Linked DNA regions of Zea mays: region 1 is linked to region 2. Evidence: chromatin contacts called from public Hi-C data. All regions are on one chromosome and are shown on one strand. The core of a region is the stretch at or near the end of the contact, and the rest is flanking DNA. Distances in the headings are between cores, read along the strand shown. Region 1 holds the start of LOC101027201 (GBF-interacting protein 1). Region 2 holds the start of LOC542530 (light harvesting chlorophyll a/b binding protein 3).

Evidence for each region. A called contact is a pair of places that touch in the nucleus more often than the background predicts.
Region 1: a Hi-C map of ear shows a contact between it and region 2, with 2.6 times the contacts expected there. The contact joins the promoter of LOC101027201 here to the promoter of LOC542530 in region 2. A contact is called at or near these places in 3 of 25 Hi-C or Micro-C datasets (ear, leaf and tassel).

The regions. Positions count from the first base shown.
Region 1 is chr8:72,226,180-72,230,016 of Zm-B73-REFERENCE-NAM-5.0, reverse strand. It overlaps LOC101027201 (GBF-interacting protein 1), which reads right to left and starts at 2,349. Exons shown (of 10, transcript NM_001279811.2): 1 at 2,006-2,349. The coding sequence starts at 2,180.
Region 2 is chr8:72,077,262-72,080,846 of Zm-B73-REFERENCE-NAM-5.0, reverse strand. It overlaps LOC542530 (light harvesting chlorophyll a/b binding protein 3), which reads left to right and starts at 1,343. Exons shown (of 1, transcript NM_001112075.2): 1 at 1,343-2,353. The coding sequence starts at 1,407. The coding sequence ends at 2,204.

The DNA.
Region 1 (3,837 bases), core at 1,100-3,599, 150 kb before region 2:
AGTGCACCAGAGGGAGTTAGTGTCCTTAGAAGAAATTCAGATGATGTGGGATGGGAGTATGGGGTTCTTGTTGATGTAAACAATAAGGACAAGGTAAAGTGCATACTGTGTGACAAGCAAATGTATCTTTTATTATGATGTGGGATGGGAGTATGGGGTTCTTGTTTTAGCTTTTATTATGCATCCATGTATCTTTAACTTGTGAACTTAGAACTCCTGTTGTGCGCTTGTGTTTTGTGTTGTGGCTTGTGAGAACTGAATCATGCGCATGCGCTTGTTATTTTATTTCGTGTTGCTGCATTTTATATGTGTTACTGCCTGCTGTCCCTTCATGTTTGTGATTTCTAAAGGCTATCCTATGGTGCTGATCAGTACTTAATGGATGGGAGAAGGGTCAGACCTCAGATAAGTACCTAACTTGCTATTTCCTATTTTTTTATCACTTGTATTGATGCCCAATTGCATCTAAAAGTGTTGTCCACTTCTATTGCAGCAGTGCTTGAGGATTCAGTGATCAGCAGATCTGCAAGGACAAAAGGTATGTCTACTGATCCTTCCCTATTTTTTATCTATAAATGTATATATGTATATATTATATAAGTTGGCAAAACGCCTAGAAAAACGCCTAGCATCGCCTAGGCAAGCCTAGGCTGGACTAGTCTCTAGGCTAAGGGTCATCGCCTAGATTCCGCCTAGCGCCTAGCAAAACTTTGAGCACATATAATCGTCGTCCTATAAAACTTGCCTTTTAGCTTCTGTGGTACGCTCTTGTCACATAGAACATCAGTTGTTTGATGCCACTTCAACCACATTGCTTTGATTAGCATCTTCATCCACCTAGTACATAAACACCTTCCTCTAAATTTTATGACTAGCGGACATGAGACTGAATATAGAAGAGCAGGAGTTCAAACATCATATCCCAGTCTAAAGGCTCCACTCTTTTCAAACCTGGTAGCTAAGAGTACCACAGCTTTTTTGTCCCAACAAACTATCTAAACCTACCGCCACCATCCTTTCCAAATCCAGTTCCTAAGTCCTAACTAGTACAAAACACAAATCAATCCACTTAAACCAATTTCTGTTTGCCTCCTGCATTGAAACACTAAAAGTCTCAGCTTAATACAGCAACTTGTCTTACTTTCTACCAAGCTTCAAGTGTCCAAACATTGTCCATGCTATCGTTGCATCCTTACTTTCTCCCAAGCTTCAAGTGTCCAAACATTGTCCATGCTATCATCACATCCCACTAGAGAAAAGTAAATCCTCTAGGAAGCGACAACCACAAAAAAGTCTGAGTGTTCTTGAAATGATTGGCTGGCACCACAACACAAACAGAGGAACCGACAGGGAACTCCTTAGTCCTTACCACTAATAGCATTTCCAGGAAATCTGAAATAGAAACCCTAAATGGATAGTGGACAACTGTGACAGCAGTCACAGCTCCTACATCTAAGGGAACGTATCTGGTGCTCAAAGGGGTACGGTGCTCATGTGCACATTTTAAATCTGGTGCATCCATCTTGTATTCAACGACACCAGCAATTTTACGAAGAACCCCTCACACCAGGAGAGAGGAAGGTGGAAGGGGTTCTTCACAAAACTGGTGCTGCTGTTAGGTGCGAAATGGATGCACCAGATTTAAAATATGCACATGAGCACCGTACCCCTTTGAGCACCAGATACGTTCCCTACATCTAATACTACTACAGACTCCAACATCTAACACTACTATCTGATATAGTGACTTGAAAGATAACTAAACCAAGTATGAACTCGAGGGTTAAAGGGGGGAGAAACAATACTGGTGCATCCGATTCTCACTAATCGGGCAGCGCGCTCAGACTACAACCTTCACGTCGACGAATCGCCCAGATCGACGAGAGCCTGCTGGTCTAGGACCCGTCTAAACCGTAGCAACGCGCCCTACAACGAACAGCTAAACAGGCAAGGAATCGTGGGACTGATGGACTGAGGAGAGGACAGCGCAAGCCGTGCCACGGACCTTGGGAGAGGAGGCGGCTGACCGCCTCGTCGGGGTCCATGCCGCACTCGCGCAGTGCGGAGTAGATCTCCGCCTCGGGTCGGTTCACGATCTCCTTGAGACACTGCACCAGTTTCCTCGACCCGGCCGGGACGGGCGCCGCCGCCCCCTTCCCTCCGGCACCGCCGCCGCTCATCCTCGCCGCCGGGATCTCCTCCTGGTAGTCGGGGACAGGGAGACGAGGGTCCGGCGTTGCTGCAGTGGGCGCGGGTGGTGGTCGTGGCGGTAGCTTCGGTTTCGGCCTGGTTCACTTTGCTCTCTCCCACGCAACGGCGTCCGGCGGCCTAATTCCAAAACCCTTCCCCCTCCGGCCCTCCCTCATTCCCTGCGGCCAAATTTATATAGCTTGACGAAAGGATGCAGGGTGTATTCACGCAACATAATAGCATTTCCAACAATGCCTCAAACTAGTGCCTTAAATTGAAATATTAGGCTCTACACAGGAAAAACTACCCCAACAGTGCCTTATTTTATAAATTTTTATCAAAAAACTATAGGGCACCCTCTCAAGTGACTCAAATATACTACACCGTAGTGGGCTGCTCTATAATCTAGATTTAGGGCTTTACTGTTGGAGCGGGGTGTTTTGTTGGTGCCCTAAATTCTATAAAATATACTTATTTTCAAATTATAGGGCATTTTTATAGGTCACGTTGTTGGAGATGCTCTAAGGTCATGTACTCATGTTTGAGATTAGTATTTTTATATTTCCTATACAATATCATGTTTTTAGATTATACCGCCGTATTTTATGGCACGAACTGTTTCAGAAAACGGTGTTTTCGAAACCGTGGTATTCTAGATAACATAGTATTTTTAGAGTATTGAAAATTCCATTTAAACCTAAAGTTTTTATGGCATGGCTAGCTTTTTGTCTAATATCATGGTTTACAATATTGTATCCGAATAATAATTTCTTAAAATCATAGTTTTACAATACTATGATTTACAATTGTTATGATAATACATAGTTTTGGCAGCTCTAAAAATACCATTGAAAAACATTGTTGCCAAACACGTCCTAACTGTTTCCCTGCCTCTGGATGGAGTTGTGTTTGGAAGCAAGGGAACTGGAGCAGATTAGAGAAGTTAAAATTATATTGTTATTCAATTTTAAATACGAAGGAGATTTTAAGCTCTTTAAGAGCAACTCCAAAAGGCTATCTATATTCTTCCTAATCTATATAAATATAGATTTTTGTTAAAAAAATATCCTCCAGCAGCTTATCTAAATGGCTATCCAAATATAAACATCTTCTATTTCGGGCTTCTCGCTAGCCAAATATAGTAAAACGTGAATGACTCTCTAGAGTCCAAATGAGATATGCAAATGTTGTTGGATATTAAAAATATTTAGAAAGCGTTTTTTATGCAAATGACCCTCCAAATGATAATTTAAAGAGTGGTATTTAGAAAGACACTTGGAGATGCTTTAATCCTCTTCATTCCCTTATCTCTCAAACAAGCTCGGATGGTACGACGCATACTTGTTAGCGACGTCGTCAGGTAGGGGATTGATCGGTCGTCGCTGATGTCATGGGGAAGGGGAAGTAGAAGCAAATGGAGTAGATAGACGCAGAATTGGATTAGTGTTCTCTTGTTCGATGTGTATTCTCTGTTCAGTGTAGTATGCTTTAACTATGATATTACAGGTCAGGTCAGCAGGGCATTACACATCCCATCCAGGCCCAAATATGTGTTGTGTTGTGTTGCGCTCCTCCTCTTGAACTTGCATGCTTTCCTCCGACTACACCATCCTTCGCTGCTTGTGTTTCAGTGAGTCCTTGATCATC
Region 2 (3,585 bases), core at 94-2,593:
CTTAAAATACACAGTAAACCAAATCTAAATACATTAGATCAAATTTTCTGAAAATAAAGTTCAGCAAACTAAACTAGGATTAATCAATGTAGGTTATTAGGGTCGACCCTTCGGTAGGCTAGAATTAAGCAACGCGATAGGCACAGGTGTACAACACCTTTCGTCCTTCCCACGTCAATTTTAGGGCCTGTTTGGTTCACGGCTAATTATGCCACACTTTGCCTAAGGTTAGTCGTCCGAATTGAAGAACTAACCTTATGCAGAAAAGTTAGGCAAAGTATGGCAAGTTAGGTAGTAAACCAAACAGGCCAAAGTATTTGTCATCAAGCAGACGGTTGCGCGACCTCAAAGAGATGATTGCTAGAAAATAAAGAGACGCAACAAAAGAATGAAAATATAGATTTATCTATAACTTATATGCATTTGATATAAGATAGATAAATGGGAGCCCTACGAACCTTGAGGCTCTGAGCAGTCGCATATCCTGCACACCCTTGGCGCCGGCCCTGGTTGCAAATATGCAATTGTGTCCTTATCCGCGACTGGTCACGAGGCTAGGATTGATCGAAAGCTGCCGATGAGAAATGGCAAGGGCGGCATGCTGTGGCCTTTTTTTTACGGTCTGTCAGGACAACTGAAAAGTTACAAATTTATAGTGGTTGTAAACAGCAACACGTTAAAAAGTCGATTATCAGTTTCACAGAAAGAGGTCGTTAAAACCGCCAGCAAGCTTGTTTCACTATCAGTCTGTCGCTAAGACAATCTCTTTCACCAAAAATACAATTTGCTTTCTTGCCGTTGCTTCAAGTGAAAATCTTAATGTTTTAAATTAAAATATGTGGCTCTACGTAGGAAAAAATAATTCAATCGAGTCTCATTTCATAAAAAAAATTTGGTCAAAAAATTATACACCATCTCGCTCAAGTGACTCAAATATACTAAACGGTACTGAGCTGTCTTATAATATAAATTTGATTTACTGTTAGAATATGATGTTTTATGAGTGCACTAAATTCTATAAAATATATTTATTTTTAAATTATAAGATATTTTTATAGGTCTGCTCTTAGAGAGAGCTAAAAAAGAGAGAGGCTGTCTGAAGAAAAATCCATAACCAACGCAAAATCCCGGGCGCCCAATCAGCCTTCTCCGCGGAGATTCCTAGCCTCAGCCAGAGCTACCTCATCTGCGTGAGGCTCCGGTGGCGCCAAGTGTTCCGGCATCCCGGACGCACCAATGGCATCCGAGCAACAGATCTTTTCTGCAACAACGCTTCGCGTCGCGGCGGTGTTTCCCTCCATCTGCTCTGCTCTTTAAATACCTCCGTCGTCTCCTCGTCTCCACAGCATCTCAAGTCTTCACACTCCTCGCCATCACATAAAACCAGTGCAAGCAGAAGCAGCGCAATGGCGAGCAGCACCATGGCCCTCTCCTCCACAGCCTTCGCCGGCAAGGCAGTGAACGTGCCGTCGTCTCTCTTCGGCGAGGCCCGCGTGACGATGCGCAAGACGGCGGCGAAGGCAAAGCCGGCGGCGAGCTCCGGCAGCCCGTGGTACGGCCCCGACCGCGTGCTCTACCTGGGCCCGCTGTCCGGCGCGCCCCCGAGCTACCTGACGGGCGAGTTCCCGGGCGACTACGGCTGGGACACCGCGGGGCTGTCGGCGGACCCGGAGACGTTCGCCAAGAACCGGGAGCTGGAGGTCATCCACTCCCGCTGGGCCATGCTGGGCGCGTTGGGCTGCGTGTTCCCGGAGCTGCTCGCCCGCAACGGCGTCAAGTTCGGCGAGGCCGTGTGGTTCAAGGCCGGGTCGCAGATCTTCAGCGAGGGTGGGCTGGACTACCTCGGCAACCCGAGCCTGATCCACGCGCAGAGCATCCTCGCCATCTGGGCCTGCCAGGTCGTGCTCATGGGCGCCATCGAGGGGTACCGCGTCGCCGGCGGCCCGCTCGGAGAGGTCGTCGACCCGCTCTACCCCGGCGGCAGCTTCGACCCGCTCGGCCTCGCCGACGACCCTGAGGCCTTCGCGGAGCTCAAGGTGAAGGAGCTCAAGAACGGCCGCCTCGCCATGTTCTCCATGTTCGGGTTCTTCGTCCAGGCCATCGTCACCGGCAAGGGCCCGCTCGAGAACCTCGCCGACCACCTCGCCGACCCCGTCAACAACAACGCATGGGCCTATGCCACCAACTTTGTGCCCGGCAAGTGAGGGGGTGGAGGCGCCACCGCCCACCGGCCACCGCTGCGGATATCTAGGTGTTCGGATGCACGTGAGCGCGCACTGGTTCCAGTTTGTACCATGATGTAAATTACTTACCGTACCAGGGTTCAATCGGCAAGGAAGAATTGTTGTGTTCACTGTCTTGGGCAGTCTCTTGGTCCAATATGAATCAACTTACACAGCATCTCCAAAAACTTCTAAAATTACTAGCTGAATGCCCGTGCGTTGCAACAGGAATATATAATACCAGTATACTACGATAACTTATATACAAAATGTATGTTATATCGTTATGAGAAAATGTTTCATAACCAATTTATGATTCTGGTCATACATAAATTTTGTTATTTATAGTCTATCTGTTTCACCACTACATTGCAACCATCAGTATCATGCAGACTTCGATATATGTTACGATTTGTATGGTCTCATTATTGGAGAGCACGTTCCACACATACCGGAAGAAATTTTCTCGTACATCGTTAGTCATCAGACACGTACCACCATACACTTTTGCTTAAACAAAAATGCAAGTGTGTGTTTGCGAAGAGAATTAAAGGCAAGTCGACACAAAAGCTACCCCAACGGTGGCGAGGATGACGAACTGGTCATTTTTGTCGGTCCTCCCCTGCGTCACCTCTGGCGCCAAGATGACGCCATAGTCCTCGATATAGTAATCGTCGAACGCGCGCGACATACCGAGTACTGATGACTCTTGGCTGGGCTGTAAAACGAAGTGCACCCCGGGCTCATCAGCAAGGTAGTACCCCTGGTCGTTGCACTACCGGATGCGCTACTACTCTACATGCATCGTGTTCGAGGATACTCATACAACGTCAGCAACGGCTATCGTCTCAGTGCACAAGAATTCATGCCTAGTCAGTAGCGACTTACGTGGCTGGTTGGGCTTCAGGTGAACGATGAGCTGGACAACGTGATGGCGTCGTCGTCGAATGCAGTGCCCAGAACAACCCGAAAGTCGCCGACGTTGGCGACGACCATGAGGTCCCCCTGCTTGACGATGGATAACGCGGAGCAGCCGCTCTGCACCGCGTCCAAGCGGCAGCTGCGCCGGAGCTTGTCGTACATAGCGGCACATGCGACCACGTCGGACTGTTTCTAGAGGTCGAACTGGCAGTCGTCAAGTTTCTTCTTGTCGTCGATGAGCGACCCTAACGCGAGTGACTCTTGCTGATGGTGTTTGTTCGGGGTTTTCAAGTAAGAAACATGAATTCATGTTTGGTGTTGGTTTATAAAAATGACTCACAAGTCAGATCCATGGAAAAAAATATTACGAAGAATAAATGTCACGCATGCAAAAAAAAAGAATTTAAGTTAAAAACATTATTCAAACAAAAGAAATTGCATG